Regions from separate parts of the Mus musculus genome. Here region 2 is linked to region 1. Evidence: chromatin contacts called from public Hi-C data. All regions are on one chromosome and are shown on one strand. Each heading gives the region's core, a stretch centred on a gene start, on an enhancer-like site or on the middle of the called end of the contact. The rest is flanking DNA. Distances are from core to core; before and after follow the strand shown.

Region 1 (4,782 bases), core at 1,789-4,288:
AAGCATTCATGGGGGATTTCAAACTTATGTTTAATTTTCAAAGCTGATCTTTTGCAGGGGGTGAGGTGTTGGGGGGAGGTTATGCTAGTGACTAAACCTAGGTCCACACTAAGCCTGCACTCCATCCCTGCCTTATTATATACCACCATTAGTTGGAAGGGGATAAACTCTAACATAGGCTCCAACCCTGAATAACACAAAGCTCTCCCCAACATCAGCCCAGCCGCCAACCTTCCCAAGGGAAACCCATGCTCTCCTGCTAACTACTGTGAGCACATACATGAAAACAGAGGACGCTGGTTAAATTCGATTTTTAGGTAGGTGGTAAATTTGTATTATCCATTCCAAATATTGTGCGGAAGCACTTATAAATACACAAAACAAACTTGATAGAGCTGTATTTTATCGAACAAGCCTTCACCATGGGTTCTTATGAAGTTACTGATTAACAAGAATTTGAATCGTGTATAGAGCTCTTAACTGCCAGAAAATGCTAAGGGACTCACATCGCACTACTTTTTAAAATGATCTGAGGATGAGGTGATTCTCCACTAGCTGATAGTAGAAGTCACCTGGGGAAGCAGCTCAATATTTTTTGATGTGCCCCTCATGTGATGAATCAGAATGGGACTTTTTGTAAGGACAATGCTGATGAACAGCTAGGCTGAGAGCCGCTGAGCTACAGAGGCAACGGAGCTCAATGACGTGGTAGAGCATGCGTGGTTGCTTCGGTGTAAAGTTCTCAGACTCTGCCGCACATTGAATTCATGGAGGGATTTGCAAAACTTACTGATGTCTGGAAGATTCAGATTTAATTAGTACTGGGTATAGTCTGTAGGCATCAGGAGTTGCAAACTCTCTAGTTAAGGTATTTTTAAGATGCAGCAAGGTTTGGAAAGCACTCTTTTGGGATGAGAGCTGACTAATGACTTTTGTGGGAGTAGAAGTGAAGCCCAAACTTCTAACCAAATTAAGAAACAAATGAGATATTACTTTTCAAGCCTGTTCACCTACATTGGCTGGAAGACTCAAATTTTATGAATGGGGTGTCACTGTTGAGGATTTTAACCTGGCTCTGTTTGCAGGATGCATGTTAATCCCTTTCCAGGAATTCTGGGGTGCAAATCATAGTTACACAGATCTTTCCACAGCAAAGCACCTTGAGTCACATGTAGTGATGGCCATATAACAATGTCTGTGATTGAACACAGGTACAACAGAGGGCCCACACGTTTAGAAAAGAACTGAACAAGCATAGTCACGGAGTACTGCAGCCAGCGTAAGGCCACAGTGATGCATTACTCATGTGTCTGTAGTGATGCTGGGGAAACCAAACCCATTCTGTCTGTCATATAAATGTATCACACATCCAATGATGCACAGTGCTTCATACGTGATAATAATAGATGATCATGTCTTGGTTTATGTATTTACTATACTACACTATAGTGGTTGAAATAGGTTTTGCCCCCATAGATCTATGTGTTTGAATGCTTGGGACATGGGGAGTGCTACTATTAGGAGGTGTGGCCTTATAGGAGGAAGTATGGCCTTGTTGGAAGCAGTGTGTTACTAAGTAGATGGGCTTTAAGTTCTCCTATGTTCACGTTCTGCCCAGTGTGGAATAAAGTCTCCTCCTGGCTGCCTTGGGGGACACAGTCCCCTTCTGCTGCCTTCAGATCAATATGTAGAACTCTTGGCTCCTCCAGAACCATGTCTGCCTGCATGCTGCCATGTTTCCTGCTATGATGACAATATACTCCAAAACTGTAAGCCAGCCCCAGTTAAATGTTGTCCTTTATAAGAGTTGCCTTGGTTATGTTGTCTCTTCACAGCAAACTAAGGCATACACTTTCTATAAGTAGTTTGGACTGCACTCCTATTCATTAAATAACAATGATGACAATAACAGCAGGTGTTGCAGAGCTGGTTACACATACACATACACACACACACACACACACACACACACACACACACACACGGGGAGTGGGGGGGGAGACCAACTACTACTGGGCTGGAGAGATGTCTCAGCAATTAAGAACCTCTTCCAGAGGTCCTGAGTTCAATTTCCAGCAACCTCATGGTGGCTCATGACCATCTATAAAGCCATCTGATGCCCTCCTCTGGCATGCAGGTATACATGCAGATAGAACACTCCTACATTTAAAAAACTCATAAATACATACATACATACATACATACATACATACATAAATACATAAATATTTTAAAACCTAACAACTACTGTTCAAGAATGGGTGTGGCTTGGTGGATTCACCAACCTAGCACATACAAAGCTCTTGTTTCAGTCACCAGCACTGAAAATGAAAGTGTTTGGAAGTTACTGAAGCGCAGACACGCTTTAGACTGCCCACAGCACTACGCATCACCGGCTTCCCCTGCCCTCCCTCTTCCTGAGATAGGCTCTCATTAAATAACTCAGGTAGGCTTAGACCTTGTAAATCTCCTGCTTTGGTTCCCCGAGTGCTGATACCATAGGCATTTTTTTAAAACCATTGACCTTCCCTGTTTACATCATGAAAGCGCATCGCAGGATTGAGCTGGGGGATGCAAGTTGCATAACTGCATTCTCTGGTGTTCGTGCAGTGGCACAACTGACACAGTTCTCGGAAGGTGTTTACATTGCTAAACAGTTCATGACCATGGAGTAAAGAAAACTTGAAAACTACACACTGACTTAACCAGACGCCATGCTGCATTCCCGGGTGGAGACGGAACCAAGAGGGAGATCTCAGCACCAGACGGACAGGAAAAGAGGACAATGTCAGCCTCCAGCCCCACTCCTAGAAGACAAAGCACCACTCGAGCATTGCAAACGTAAATGCAGTGATAAGGGACAGTGGCCGTTCTCGCAAATTGCTAAATGCACACGGATCCTGGAACAGTTTGTCCTCTAACATTTAAAAGCTTACTCGCCCCCAAGAGATTTCTTAGCCCTGAGCTAACACAGAGCAAAAGGAGCATAACTTTAGTGCCAAAAGCTCACACGTCTGAATTTGCCAAGAGCATGCACTGTGGGAGGATGTGGGCCCTTCCCCCAGCTGCTTGGGAAATCTGAGCGCTGGGAGAAGATACGACTGTCAGAGAAGATAGCCGATGAGTTCCAGAACTTCGTTTCAGGGAACTATTTCACAAGACTGACCGATTTATCAAAAGCGGTCACATAATACAGCCAGCAGCCCACAGTTTATCGTGGGTGGTTGATGGGATTCATCTGCAATGAAGCAATGGTCTCAGCATCCTGCCAGGTAGTGGGGTTAAGTACAACTAGTAAAGAATGACTGGAGCAAAGGAAAGGACACGTCTACTAACAGAACGGTTTAAAGTTTTATCAACAAGGCAGGGAGGGTGGGAGTCTAGATGGTCTGTACAGTGTACACCATACCCACAAAACAACGCCTCCCCATTTTCAGAGTGGGAGAAAGAGTTGGAAACCCAAAACATCATTGTTCAGAAGTAAACCGACCTTTCTCTAGTATTTCCCGTAGCTGTTCTTGTGCCTTCTTGCTTGCTCAGGGACCTTAAGGGCTCTGAAATGATATACTCAAATGTTTTCTGGTTGAGAAAATGAATAGGACATACACCGGATTGGTTTGAAAAAATGTCAATAAGTCTGTCCGTGACCTTGATAAAATATTAGAAAACTTTAAGTTCTTCGAGTACAGCTCTTCCCTTGAAGAGAATGCAATACTCAGAATTGGTATTTACATAGTGAGCATATTTCTTAGCCAAGGATTCATTGACTTCTGGGCCTCTCCAACAGAGCTAGTTTGCATACTACATTCTCTAGTATATTGAAAATGCTTGATAGAGCTGGATGTCCAGCACAGATAGAATGTGAGGGACGCTGGGTTTCATCCTCAATATACCAAGAAACGAGGAAAGGAGAGTAAAGGAAGGAAAGGTGGAAGGAAAAGAAGGAAGGAAGGATTACTGGGATTGCAGAAATAATATCACAATATACATTTTTTAATAAGAAATATTGGTTTAAGTAAAGGAAACCTTTATTGCTTCAGTGAAGGAAGCAATTGAACTTCTGGGCTATCAAATACTACCACATACTTCCCTGGAGTATAGACCAAAGGCTACTTAATTAATAAATGTTCAGCATATATATCTTTTGTAAGAAGCTTTGCTTTGTCAAAGATTCAAGAGGTTAGAGATTTAATCTGCATAATATTAGTGAGGTGTATTTGTAAAGTTATTTCTTCACATTTAACTTTAAGTCCTTGCATGTCCCAGTCACTATGACATTACTCGGGAAGAAGAACTGTAGTGAGCAAAATAGATAAAGCTCTTCTCTGGGTTCAAAAGACTTACAGCTTAGTGCTGAAGGCAGACGCAAATTACCACAAACAACTCATGTTCTGAAGGGCAAGGATAGGGTGCTATGAATCGCACGTAGGAGGTAAGCCCTAGGCTAAGAACCCAGGAAAGGGTCCGAGAGGGAATGATAGTTAAACTGAAAGATAGTCTTAATAAGAACAACTGCTTATTGACATTATGCCAAAAATGCTTGCCCGTTTAAGTTCACAGCTGCCTGTTAGATTGGATGCTTTGATTATCACCAGGGGTTTAGATACTTAGAAAGGCTCGCACCTGTAATGCAGCACACACTTCAGGTCCGTGCTAAATCCAGACCATCTCTTTCTTTATTATTTTTCATTTCATCCTATGTTATAACATCTATATTATAGCATCTCTTTCTATATATATTCTTAGCCATTGGTCATCTGGCCTCTTCAGCAACAAAGGATG
Region 2 (4,602 bases), core at 163-2,662, 430 kb before region 1:
CATCTCACCAGTAATGGAATTATAAGCACGCACAACCACACCCCACTTTCAAGCATGAGGACCAATGTGTAATCCCAGAAACATGTCTTTTCCCATTTTTATTATTTTAATTGAGACAAGGTTCCTCCGTGCAATAGCTCTGGCTGTCCTGGAACTCACTTTGTAGACCAGGGTGTGCTGGAACTCACAGAGATCCACCTGCCTCTGCCTCCTGAGTGCTGGGATTAAAGACATGGACTATTATCATGCCCTGTTTTTTTTTTTTTAAATGACCTTTCCATATTGCAGAATCTTAGCATTGTCATTTACTAGCTGGTGACCTTGGATGAGTGGGTTAGCTTCCTTAGTCTTCTGGTCTGTAAAGTGGATATGACCGTCTTTTCTTTGGAGAGCCACTTCCAGCCAACATAGAAGACTACTGGACTCAGTGCCTGACTTAGAGGACTTGTTCCACAAAAGCCCACCACTGGCATCATCACCCGCTGCAGTCAAGCGTCTGGAGAAGACAGCTCTGCCATGTCTTTACGAGCTTCATCTCGAATGGCCTGGCTCAGGGCCATTATTAAAGGCAAAATATACCTGTGACCAGAAAGGTAGACCTCTCACCAGACATGTGGCAAGCCCTGGGCATGAAAGGCTGGTTGAGGATTTGGTGTGTAACAGGCTTGTGACAAGCAAACACTTATTACCTAAGTAGACATTTGATAACAGTTTGTACAGTGTGTGGTGTTAGCACAGCCAGGCAGTTCATCCAGTCCATGACTAACACCGACTTCAAACATCGTTGAAGTACCTGGCCTCTTCACTTCTCTCTAAGGTAGCTTTAGTAACACTAGGCTGAGGGCTGATACCCTCCTGCTATTAGAAAGAGGGGGTCTTGAATAACCTGCCCTAGGTGTTCACTGTCCCTGGTCCTTGGGTTTCTTAAGAGCTGGAGTCTCCCTCCTTTATCACACCAGACACCTAATGTCGTGAAAGTAAAGGAGAATGTCTTTCTCTTTCCTTTTCTGTCTTCTGCAGGGATGCCACTTCTAAAGCTTAAAGGAAGTCCCCCGTGCTTCTTGGAGAAAGAGTTCCCATAAATATACCCCTGTTTAGTTCAGCAGGTCAAGGGAGTGTGCCGCAGCTTGAGAAAGCACCCTGCTCCAGCTGCACTCCCCTTCCACAGAGCTCCAAGTAGGGAGGATTCAAGGCTCTCTGGGATGCTATTGTTCACGTTCAGGGTCAGAACTGTTCAGGCCTGTTTTGTTGCTGAAAAACCCTAGTGGATTCTAGAAAAACAGAGCCAGCTCCTGGAGCGGCGCTCAAGTCGTATTTAACCAATTTAACTTTGCAAACTGCTCCAACCACACAGCACATGCTCAGGCCGCTGCCCCGCGTCTCTCTTTAAAAGGCCGGAGAGGAAATAAAAATGAATGATGACAAACTGTCCACATGGGTAGAAAAACAGAATAGCCCGAACGCTCCAGGGCAGGAACTGACACAATTTAATTAACTATTTGGAATAAACACACTTGGCCCTGCAAGTGAGGCCCTTTGTTTGCTCTCACAAAATAATGCACTTAATAAGCCCGAGATGAGACTTTCTGGAGATTAATTAAATGCAAGACCTTGGTTTGAAATGTTAGGAGTGGCCGAGAAGGTGAAGCATTTGCCTTGCACATTGTTCGGGAGACGTTGTCATCTCACATACAGAGTCCCCGACCTTGGTTAAGTGTGGTATGAAAATCGTTCCTAATTGTGATTTGGCACTGATGCTCTCTATAAAATGTGTATTTGTGAAATAGCCTAATGAATGTTTAACAAGGAGTCGCAGTGGATAAAATTTAAAGAGTGGCAGCAGTAGAGCTGACGTATTTAATTATAACCTGGAAGTTGGAAGCTGTTCTCTAAGAAGTAATGGCGTGTGTGACTGGCAATTTCATGTAAAAAAAAAAAATCAAAATAATCACAACATGTGCTATTTGTTGAAAAGCCATTATATCCGGGCCTGATGCTCAGTACACGTCAAACCCTCACAGAAGTCCTGCAAAGGAGCAGCCCCAGTCTCCTCCCACAGTGGAGGAAACCGAGTCGGAGAGGTAAATTGTCTGAAGTGACGGAGGTGGCCTGGAAGGCAGACCTTTCTCACTGTAAAGTTCATGACTCCCAGCTACCTATCACAGAAGAAACACAGCTGGGGCGGTTCTAATCACATGCTAGTTGCATGATAAATTAAGAGGAAATGATACCAGCAAATTTTATTTGATTGCTTATAGAAAGGCATTCTGTAGGCAGTGATTGTTTGGGGAGCAAAACAATTGCACGTGCTCTTGTTAGACGAAAGCACCCAGACTGACCTTAAATGCAAGAACACACCATGGAATTTCGTCTTCCTGAGCTAAGTCTCTGTGATTAATTCCGGCTTCCAAATTCTGTCCCTGTCATCTGCCTGATCCAAGCTGCACTCAGGTTTTTGTCCTCTGAGGGTCCTGCAATTATTGGTCACCAAAAGACACAGACCCCAGAGACCCCCAGGCACTCTCTAGTGGCTATCTAGGAAATGAGGTGCTGAAAGGGGCAACTGAGTACCTCGTGTTGTGGGTGGCTCTCATGGTCGTGCCAGAGGGACAAGGTCTGATGCCAGAGTCAGGAGCGATCAAGAGCCCAGATTATGGAAATCAGCTTTTCAAATCTGCTTATATGAGAGTGTCATGACTAGGGCAGTCTTGGGGAAATAAATGTCCTTAACAATCAAATTCCAGCTCACTCTTCCCTGCAGAGCCAGGACTGACCAAAGTTAGGCAGCCCTGACTCACCGAGAATCTAAGTTGTGGGCGTGAAGGATGCGGCGCAGCACCAACTAGCTACAGCCCGCAGGACGACCCCACTTTGGTTGGTGCCTTGACTTAAAACATCAGAGGCTGTGTGTTAAGTGCTGTAACCATGCACTGAGTTTCATCCCAGTTTATCCCTGTTTTGCAGATGAAGAAGCTCTAAGTGATAACGTCGCTTGCCCCAGGTTACTGAGTCAGCTCAATGGCAAATTAAACTCTTTGTTGTGCAACATCTGCCCATGTGGAACTATGTACAGATGTTCATCGACGTGGGATATGAGAGTCACAAACGCACAAATTGTTGCTTTTGACTTCAGGAAGATCTCTGCAAATTAGCCAGTTTTTTTTTTCTCCTTCTGACTTTCACACCACTCCCTCCCATATCCAGAACCTCAAAGTTAATTACTATTCCAGACACTCTGCAGCAGAGATAAACATCAGAGCCCCCTCCTTGCGAGCCTGCCATTATGATCTGGTCCAGGCTTGGCCCACAAATAGCTAATGAGGTTAAATATAAAATAAGATAAGGGTAAGGCTGAGAGGCTGTGCAGGTTCTCAGAGACAAGCAGATGACACTTGGGTCTAAACAGAGTTCTAAATAAGGAAAAGAAAATGGCCTCAGCCTCAAAAGGGAGACAAGGAACAGTTCCCCCATCCAGCTGCATGTGTCTTCCCCACCCCACTGCCTCACAGAGGGATGTCTGGACCTGGAATGCAATAGCAGCATCCTTCCCTTTTGTGGGACCATGGAGTTCAGAAAGGAAAGGGCTGACTTAGCAGTCAGGCAGCCTGGCCTGTTCTGGGTCATTATTAAAGCTCCATGACCTTGAAGAAAAGCTCCTATCTCCAGCCTCAGTTCCATTACCATCTACCAACAGTGAAGAGCATCTAGCACTGGCTCAGTGATATAAAGGACTACTTTGCATGTACCTTTGGGAACCAGAGAATCAAACGCATGCTCCTGGTGCTGGAAACATCAACTGTAATGAACTCCTCAGCAATCTAGAGAGAACAGAGCTCAACCTTTTTGTGTCCCCCCCCCCCCCAGGAGAGATTCCTAAGCTCTCTGCAGCTGGACATCTGGATCAGAGTGATCCAGAGCAGGAAAACCCCCTTCCACAACACGAAACTCTGAGCTTGGAAGCCAGGTGGCAGGTCAGGAGTAGAGTGGGGAGCGAGGGAGAGGCTAAGTATGAAGGACGCTAGGGTCAACGCTTACACAGAAGCAGCAATCACTCTTCGACTTCCACTAAGCAAGGCTCCACTCCTGGCTTTCTTGCTGTACAGTCATTAACCGCATCATTTGCAGGCCATCACAGCCTGGGGTGTGCTGCCCTCCAGTTTGTGTGGTTCCCTTTTTGCCTTTCTCTGGGAGCAAGCCCCAGCTCTCTCTTCTGAGCCATCCCTGGGCTGCGGAGCACTGTGAGGACAGGGTTCTGATGGCCTAGCTCCCTAAGGGCACTATCACAGGGAGCTGCTTTCATAACCAGCCTATGGTAACAGCTCTGACGGAAGGAAAATGGATACAGGGACAACCCTCTTGGCAGGGGCCCAGAGGATCTGTGAGAGGTCAGAGACTAAGACCTGAGCACCTTGTCAGCGCTGGCTGCCCATTCACGTGGCGTCCGTGTCGCTTTCTTGGGAACTTTATTCAGTCAGATGTCAGGGTCATTCGCCACTCACATCCCAGGGTCGTGAGAAGAGCAAGACAGTGTTCAGGTACAGTCCTGGGGCTCTTCTGCCAGGTACCACAGTGTGAGCAGTTCTCGGGAGAGAGCTGGTGGGG

The links. Hi-C and Micro-C count contacts between places; a contact is called where the count stands out from the background.
Region 2: a contact with region 1 is called in a Hi-C map of uterus, with 6 times the contacts expected there. The contact joins two enhancer-like sites. A contact is called at or near these places in 9 of 39 promoter capture datasets (the 3T3-L1 cell line, 3T3-L1-derived adipocytes, embryonic stem cells and 4 more), 1 of 15 datasets of contacts at CTCF or cohesin (pro-B cells), 10 of 484 Hi-C or Micro-C datasets (the N1E-115 cell line, embryonic stem cells and uterus) and 3 of 115 datasets of contacts at active chromatin or transcription factors (embryonic stem cells, fibro-adipogenic progenitors and stem cell-derived neural progenitor cells).

Annotation. Positions count from the first base shown.
Region 1 is chr11:34,844,032-34,848,813 of GRCm38.p6, reverse strand. No RefSeq gene overlaps it. Among named protein-coding and RNA genes, the nearest start is that of Gm22022, 4.1 kb to the right of the region's middle. Within about 2 kb of position 3,038, at least 49 of the 459 cell types and tissues checked have an H3K27ac peak or open chromatin away from gene starts, as enhancers often do. A contact at or near this core is called in uterus, where this site is marked.
Region 2 is chr11:35,270,366-35,274,967 of GRCm38.p6, reverse strand. The region is part of intron 4 of Slit3 (slit guidance ligand 3); the gene reads right to left. Among named protein-coding and RNA genes, the nearest start is that of Gm46277, 15 kb to the left of the region's middle. Within about 2 kb of position 1,412, at least 12 of the 459 cell types and tissues checked have an H3K27ac peak or open chromatin away from gene starts, as enhancers often do. A contact at or near this core is called in uterus, where this site is marked.